2 separate regions of the Anser cygnoides genome follow, and region 2 is linked to region 1. A link is a contact called in public Hi-C data. All regions are on one chromosome and are shown on one strand. Each heading gives the region's core, a stretch centred on a gene start, on an enhancer-like site or on the middle of the called end of the contact. The rest is flanking DNA. Distances are from core to core; before and after follow the strand shown.

Region 1 (2,947 bases), core at 347-2,846:
GTTAAATCCCACAGCTAGGAAACAAGGACACAAGAAGGTGGAGAGGATTTATAAATAGTATTAAAGACTCCCTTTTTAGCAAAAATAATTAGCACACGCAAATGAGGGAGCAACAGCAACCAGAAAACCCAACTGCATAATACATTGTCCTTTATTATCTCTTGCAGTAACAGGTACTCCAATACACAAATTTATCTTTAATCCCTATGATATGATGCTGGTTTGGCCCACAGAGGACTTAGTTCTCAAAATGCAAATACAATCCTTAGTGGCGTATTTCACAGAAAAAAAAAAAAAAAGAAAATAAAACAAGCAACAAGAATCTGGTCATTAGAAGTTGAGGTGCTCAGCGCTGCTGATACCACTTTCACAGCCAGTGGAGTTTAAGAAGTAGTTAAACCAAAGATTTGCTGGTTGGTGTTTCTGTTCCAAAGCAGAAACAGGTTCAGCAGCTACATTTGACTTCCAGAAAGCATGCCTATGCATCTCCCCTCCAGTGCTAGGTATTGCCCGTGGGAAGAGCATGCCGGCAGAGCGAGCAAACGGCATCTCTTCCTACAGCCTCTTCCAAGCCTGGCTCCTCTTCTGCCAACCCCAGAACACAATGCTGCCTACTTAGCAGGTCTCAATTACCTGACAAGTCTCACGGAGGGCAGTGGGAAGGGAGAAGGCTGCAGGACTGCTACTTAGCCAGGTGACGAGACAGCAGCAAGGAAGTGTACTTGGCGTTAGGAGAAGGCTTCCTGACAGGATAAAGCTTTCATGTGAAGTGACACCAGACAGCTTCAGGGAGGTGTTTGTCACCAGCAAAATGGGGAAGCCCTATTTATCATCCAGTGTTTTGGGTCACACGCTCGCGCTACATCCTTCACAGACACCCGGTGGGCTGCTCTGTGAGCAGGTTCACTCCGTTTGCCTGACAAAACCTCACACACGGTAAATCCCAACTCCAGCAGCCCCACAAGCAGCGGGGCCAGCGCAGAGAGCTGCACAGCACGGAGCACGAGGGAGGTTCACCTTCTCCCTTATTACTCTACATTTATCGCGAGCATTGTTCACACCCAAAAGAGCAAAATAACCTTCAATTCCATGAAAGAACGGCGCGATGTATGAGGAGGAGACCAGAGGTTTCGCAGCTTACCCTTTCTCAGGAAGGTGACACCTTCACCCGCAGCTCACCCCGCTACCTGCCGAGGCCCCGCTGAGGCGGCAGCAGGCGGTAACGCCGCCCGCCTCCCCGCAGCCGCCGGCCCGCGCTCCCCAGCCTCCTCCCCAGCCCCTCCATAGCCCCGGGCCGCGCTTCGGGGGTCAGCGGGAGCCGCTCACACCCGCCGGGCGCCGCCAGCGCCGCGGCGCCTCGGCTCAGCCAGGCTCGGCTCGGCTCGGCCAGGCCCGGCCCGGCCCCGACCTCGACCCCCAGCCCCGCCCGCCGCCGGCACTCACACGACGGCCCGGGAGATCATCCAGGACACCATGGCGGCGGCGGCGGCCGCGCGTCCCCTCCGCAGCCGGGCCCCAATGGCCGCGGCCCCGCCCGGCCCGGCCCGGCCCCGCCCGCCGCCCGGCTCGGCGGCCCCGCGCACGCGCCCCGAAGCCCGCCGGGCCCCTCAGGGCTGCCCGGCCGCCGCGGGCCGGCGCCCCCCGGGTCTGTCGGGTGCAGTCCGTGGCCGTCCCCTGAGCGATGCCGTGAGGGGCCGCCTGTTTTTAGGGTGGGAGCTGAAGGCAGCCTTTCACAACAGCCGTCGCGGGGAGATGGGAACAGATAAATCAAGGAAAAACGTAGTGAGGCAGCCCTTCTCCCCTTCCCCTTAAGCACGGTGACTGACTAGCGGACAGGTGGGTGACGGTGCCCACCCCGTGTGCGCTGTTTCCTTATTTCCCTATTTCTTACCCCCTTACCTGCTGCAGGAGCCATAAAACCACCAGTTTCGTGCATTCACATCACCCGCTGTCGGGCTGGCAGGCCCAGAGCGAGCTTGCTGTGGCACCCAGTGTCCGTGCGGAGGTGGGGTGGGCTCGGGTTTGGGTGCAGTGTTTAACCAGCTCACCCAGGCCGGTGCAGGGAAGAGCTCTGAAGACGTGGGCATATCCACTGCCCTGTCAGTGCTCCAGTACCTGGCTGAACTGTGGCACAAAGGTGCCAACTCCTTGGTATTGGTTTACAAATGCTCAGTCCCAGCGGCTGTGTAAGGATACATACTTAACATGGGTCGCACAGACTGCTGCCTGCAGTGGATCTAAAACTGCAGGTGACTGGGGGGGCAGGAGGAGATGTTTGGGACAGATTACTGTCTGTGTGCACTGTTACCTTTGTTCTTTCCCTTGTCACTGGCAGCTGTCTAAGGCAGGACACCAGGCAGGACAGTTCACAGCGTGACCCAGTGCAGACACCCTTGACGAGCTTGTGGTCTGGCGGGTTGTGACCTGCCAGGGAGGTGCTGGGGAAGCTGAATACCTCGTGGTACTTCAGCTAATCCATTGCAGCTCGTTCCTGCATACCAGCTTTAGGTTGTATACAGAACTGTTTGTAGACATAAAAGAACAATATTTTGCTGAGACGGACTGCTTTATCTTTCCCCAGAACAAGAACCTGTGGAAAGTTCTGCCTACGCCACCACTGGAAACATTGAACTTTTCTGGTCAATGTCTAACAAATGTCACAAAGTGATACCAGAAGCAATAAATGCCAAAATGCCAATGCTTCTGAACGTGCCGTTCAATTCTTAAAGTAGAGAAACAGGAGATTATAGTTTTCACCACCGTTCTTGCTGACATGGTAAATAACATTCCAAGGTCAGTATTGCAATCTGTAACAGAAATTAATTCTTTAAAATGTCTTTAAGTAGGGATAATACATGTTTTGCATACCATACAGTGAGAAGAAATGACCTACTCTTCATAAGCTATTGGCTTTTTCAGGTCAGACGTGCTAGGTCAGTGCAAGATG
Region 2 (3,296 bases), core at 294-2,793, 56 kb after region 1:
ACCAAACAAACCCTTTACATTTAAATCAGAAGATGTTCTCTTTTCCTTCCCTAACGTTCCTGTGTACGTGTTAGGAGCTGTACACTATTAAACAATGCAGAAAGAGACGGGTTAGCAGTGACTTGTTTTTGCGATAAAAAGCAAAACTGCACTAATTCTAGGAGTCCTTGCCAGGTAGACGAGTACTGTGTGGCGACAGAAGAGAAGACTTTGCTAGCAGTGTTTTGGAAGATTTCAGGCTGAGTTTCTTTGCTTATGTAAAACACTGGTCTTTGTTTGGCACTTCCAATGGCGCTGGGAGTGTTGTGTAGCTTCATTGATTGGTTCCATGCAGTGGAAATCTGACCTTTAGCAGATGTTTGAGAAATTGCCAGCATTCAGAGTGATCAGCAGACTAGACAGTTTTTTCCTTGTTTTGTCGATGAGAACTTCCATTAGATTAGTAACGTGCGTGACAATGTTAAGCTTTTAAATGATTAGCAAACTTTCTGAAGTAAGGCAGATTTTCCTGAGCTGCATCGAGTAATTTATTTTCTTATACATGTGGTTTTGATAACTGACTAGCTGATACAAATATTTTGATAATTTAAATGTTTTTTTTTTTTGTAGCACGAATATTTAGATTTTAAGCAAGTTGTGATATGCCTGTATTTTTCTTCAAAGGTCAGTTTTAGCATGCTGTTAGAGCATCAGTTTGGGATAAATGCTTTCAAAGAAAAAAGAACAAGCTTAAACGGGCTGGGGAGGGGGAGGCAGCAGTGAAACATATCCCATCTGGAGCATTTGGCTTGGAACAGGATGTTGCATGACTCCATGTGAAGTCTGCTCTCACGAACAGTATTCTAAGTAACGTAGGAGATTCAGCTGCTTAGTGGTGGGAGTTGAGCATGAAACGAGGTCTGTTTTCTCAAACTCCAACAGTTAGAGCTACAGGAAAGAGGTGGGACTTAATAAGAGATTTATGTGACGAATAACTCAACAACACCAGCAGTTGCCAGATTAAGCCTTTTCCTGCAGGTGCTGGCTTTCCTCAGAGCTTTACAATTGTTTTTCAGTGTGTTGCATGTGGGAAGAAAAATTATTTCAAGGATTAGAGGTTCATTAGGAAAAAAAAAATAATGACCAATTTGCCTATTTCTGGGTTTAAGTTTTAAAATCAAGTAATTGCAAAAGGATTGATCTTGTCTTGGCTTTAGATAACTTGCATACTTGTGTGCTTTTTTGGGGGGTGGGAGATTTCTTTTTTTTCCTAACATCTTGGATACAGAAAGCATGTTAAGAAAGCAGCTAGTACTGAAAGCTAGTGGTATCCATAACCAAACAACCAGTTCTGCCATTGTGGACTCTCTTGGACAAAGTGTATCCTGTTGACATATGTTTGTTTGCTTTAATCAAAGGTAGAAAGGAAGGGATGTGATGGTAAGAAAAGCCACACACGTTAGAAAGCTTGGGAATCTCTGCCCTTTGCTCTCAGTGCTCAAGCACACTTCATTTTTGCAGTGTTACGGGACTCACCGGGTATGTTTCTTTGATTCCCATGAATTTGTGCCAATGTTCTTTGGCAGCTCGTTTTGATATCTAATACTCTCATGTACCAAACCATAGTAAGGGTTTTTTGGCTATATGCAGTGTTCTGGTCATTTCTTAAGGGCAAAACTAGAAAACCTCTCCTTGCCTGTGTTCAGTGCATTTAACGTTACCTCTGAATCTTGTTTATTCAACCTTTGTCTCCTGATCTGATAGTGAGGTAGTGATGGTAGTGTCTGTGAGGGATTCCCTGAGTGGGTTATATGCTGGTTTCTGTTGTCTGACTGCTTTGTCAGTGACCTCTGCCTTCCCATACGAAGGGGCATTTAGGAACGGGTTTTATCGGTAGCATTCCCTCCTCCCCTCCTTTTTTCAGCCCAGTGACTGGGGGTAAGGCATCATGGCCTTACTGGTGTTATTGGAAGTGAAGTGCACAGAAGGAAAACATAGCTTTTTTTTATCCATTATTTTTCATACATACACCGAATAAAAATACTAGAGTACGTATCTGTGTGTGATACTGAGAACTATTATCTAGTCAAAGCATGTTGCAGTTGAATGATTGCGGGCCTTGGCTGTGCTTTTAATGCTCTTAACAGGTTATGATACAAGAGGTCGCAGTGAAACAAGTGTATTCAAAGCCACGGGAAAGCCAATAATGAACATAACCTTCAAAAATGTTTATCACATTCTTTTAATTTAATACAGTATTAATATATTTGTTGAAAGTAGAGGAAGGACGTCTGTCCTATATTTTTGCCTTGGATGATTAGGTGAAATTTCACGATTTCCTTTCTCATTCGCAGGTGGTCTTCTGGAGCACATGGTCTATTGTACGTACAGTTTGAAGGAAGTGAGACTGATTGCTAGAAATAACATTCAAGTTTTAAGTAGTTGGTACAGCGAAGCAGAAGTTATTTGGTAAAGCAAAGTAGAAACCTTGGGTGTGTTTCTCTGATCTATTTCGAAAACAGATTCACATCTTTATTGTTATCGATAAATACTTCTGTTATCTTACACCACTAACAATTCTGCAGCTGGAGACTCCTGCAGTCAAAAATATCTTCATGTAGTGTGTTCCTTTTCCTGGAGGGAACATTATTTAATCACTCAGAAAACGTGGAGGAGCTGAGGTGCGTTAATATTATTTGTCACAAAGAAGAACTAGCTAATGGTGAAACTTAAAGATTCTGTTTAAAATCTAAGCTTAAGTAGTGAAGTGATTATCAAAATTACAAGGAAGCATCCCAGGAAAAAAAAAAGTCTTGCAAATACATGCTGAGTGCTAAAAATCTGGGGGAGGTTGTTCAGCATTTTCTGTCTGTAGCAAAGGTTGAATCAAAGGATACATAAAACTAAATCTTGATTTTAAACCACCGAGATGTTACTGGGGAAACAGAGGAGAAAGGGGAAAGATGAAAAGTTGCCCGTACTTATATGCATACTTCAGGCCTCCCATTTTAATTGTTCAATTCTAAAAGGATTTAATAAACTTTCATAAATATCGGAGTCAATGCAGTAGGTAATCTATCATATGTATCATTTCTAGCATTTAAAAGCTGCCTTGGACGTAAAGAAAAGCTATTTTCTTCCAGAAACTTGCACAGATGGTGAGCAAATCATGTACAGTTCTGAATTAATGCTTCTTTATTCTCTAGCATGCATTTTGAATTGCAGGGAGGATTTTTTTTGTTGTTTTAAAACACAGGCACGGCTCTTACAGTTACAGTCTATAAAACCATTGTGCATAAACAAGCTTGCTTTTGATT

The links. A called contact is a pair of places that touch in the nucleus more often than the background predicts.
Region 2: a contact with region 1 is called in a Hi-C map of liver, with 2.5 times the contacts expected there. The contact joins the enhancer-like site here to the promoter of REEP3 in region 1. A contact is called at or near these places in 2 of 7 Hi-C or Micro-C datasets (both in liver).

The regions. Positions count from the first base shown.
Region 1 is chr7:27,306,657-27,309,603 of Taihu_goose_T2T_genome, forward strand. It overlaps REEP3 (receptor accessory protein 3), which reads right to left and starts at 1,597. Exons shown (of 8, transcript XM_048069494.2): 1 at 1,444-1,597. The coding sequence starts at 1,475. LOC106031286 (a long non-coding RNA gene) reads left to right here and starts at 1,615. Exons shown (of 3, transcript XR_010833032.1): 1 at 1,615-1,836; 2 at 2,582-2,793.
Region 2 is chr7:27,362,653-27,365,948 of Taihu_goose_T2T_genome, forward strand. All of the region lies in intron 1 of JMJD1C (jumonji domain containing 1C), which reads left to right. Among named protein-coding and RNA genes, the nearest start is that of JMJD1C, 38 kb to the left of the region's middle. Within about 2 kb of position 1,544, at least 3 of the 3 cell types and tissues checked have open chromatin away from gene starts, as enhancers often do. A contact at or near this core is called in liver, where this site is marked.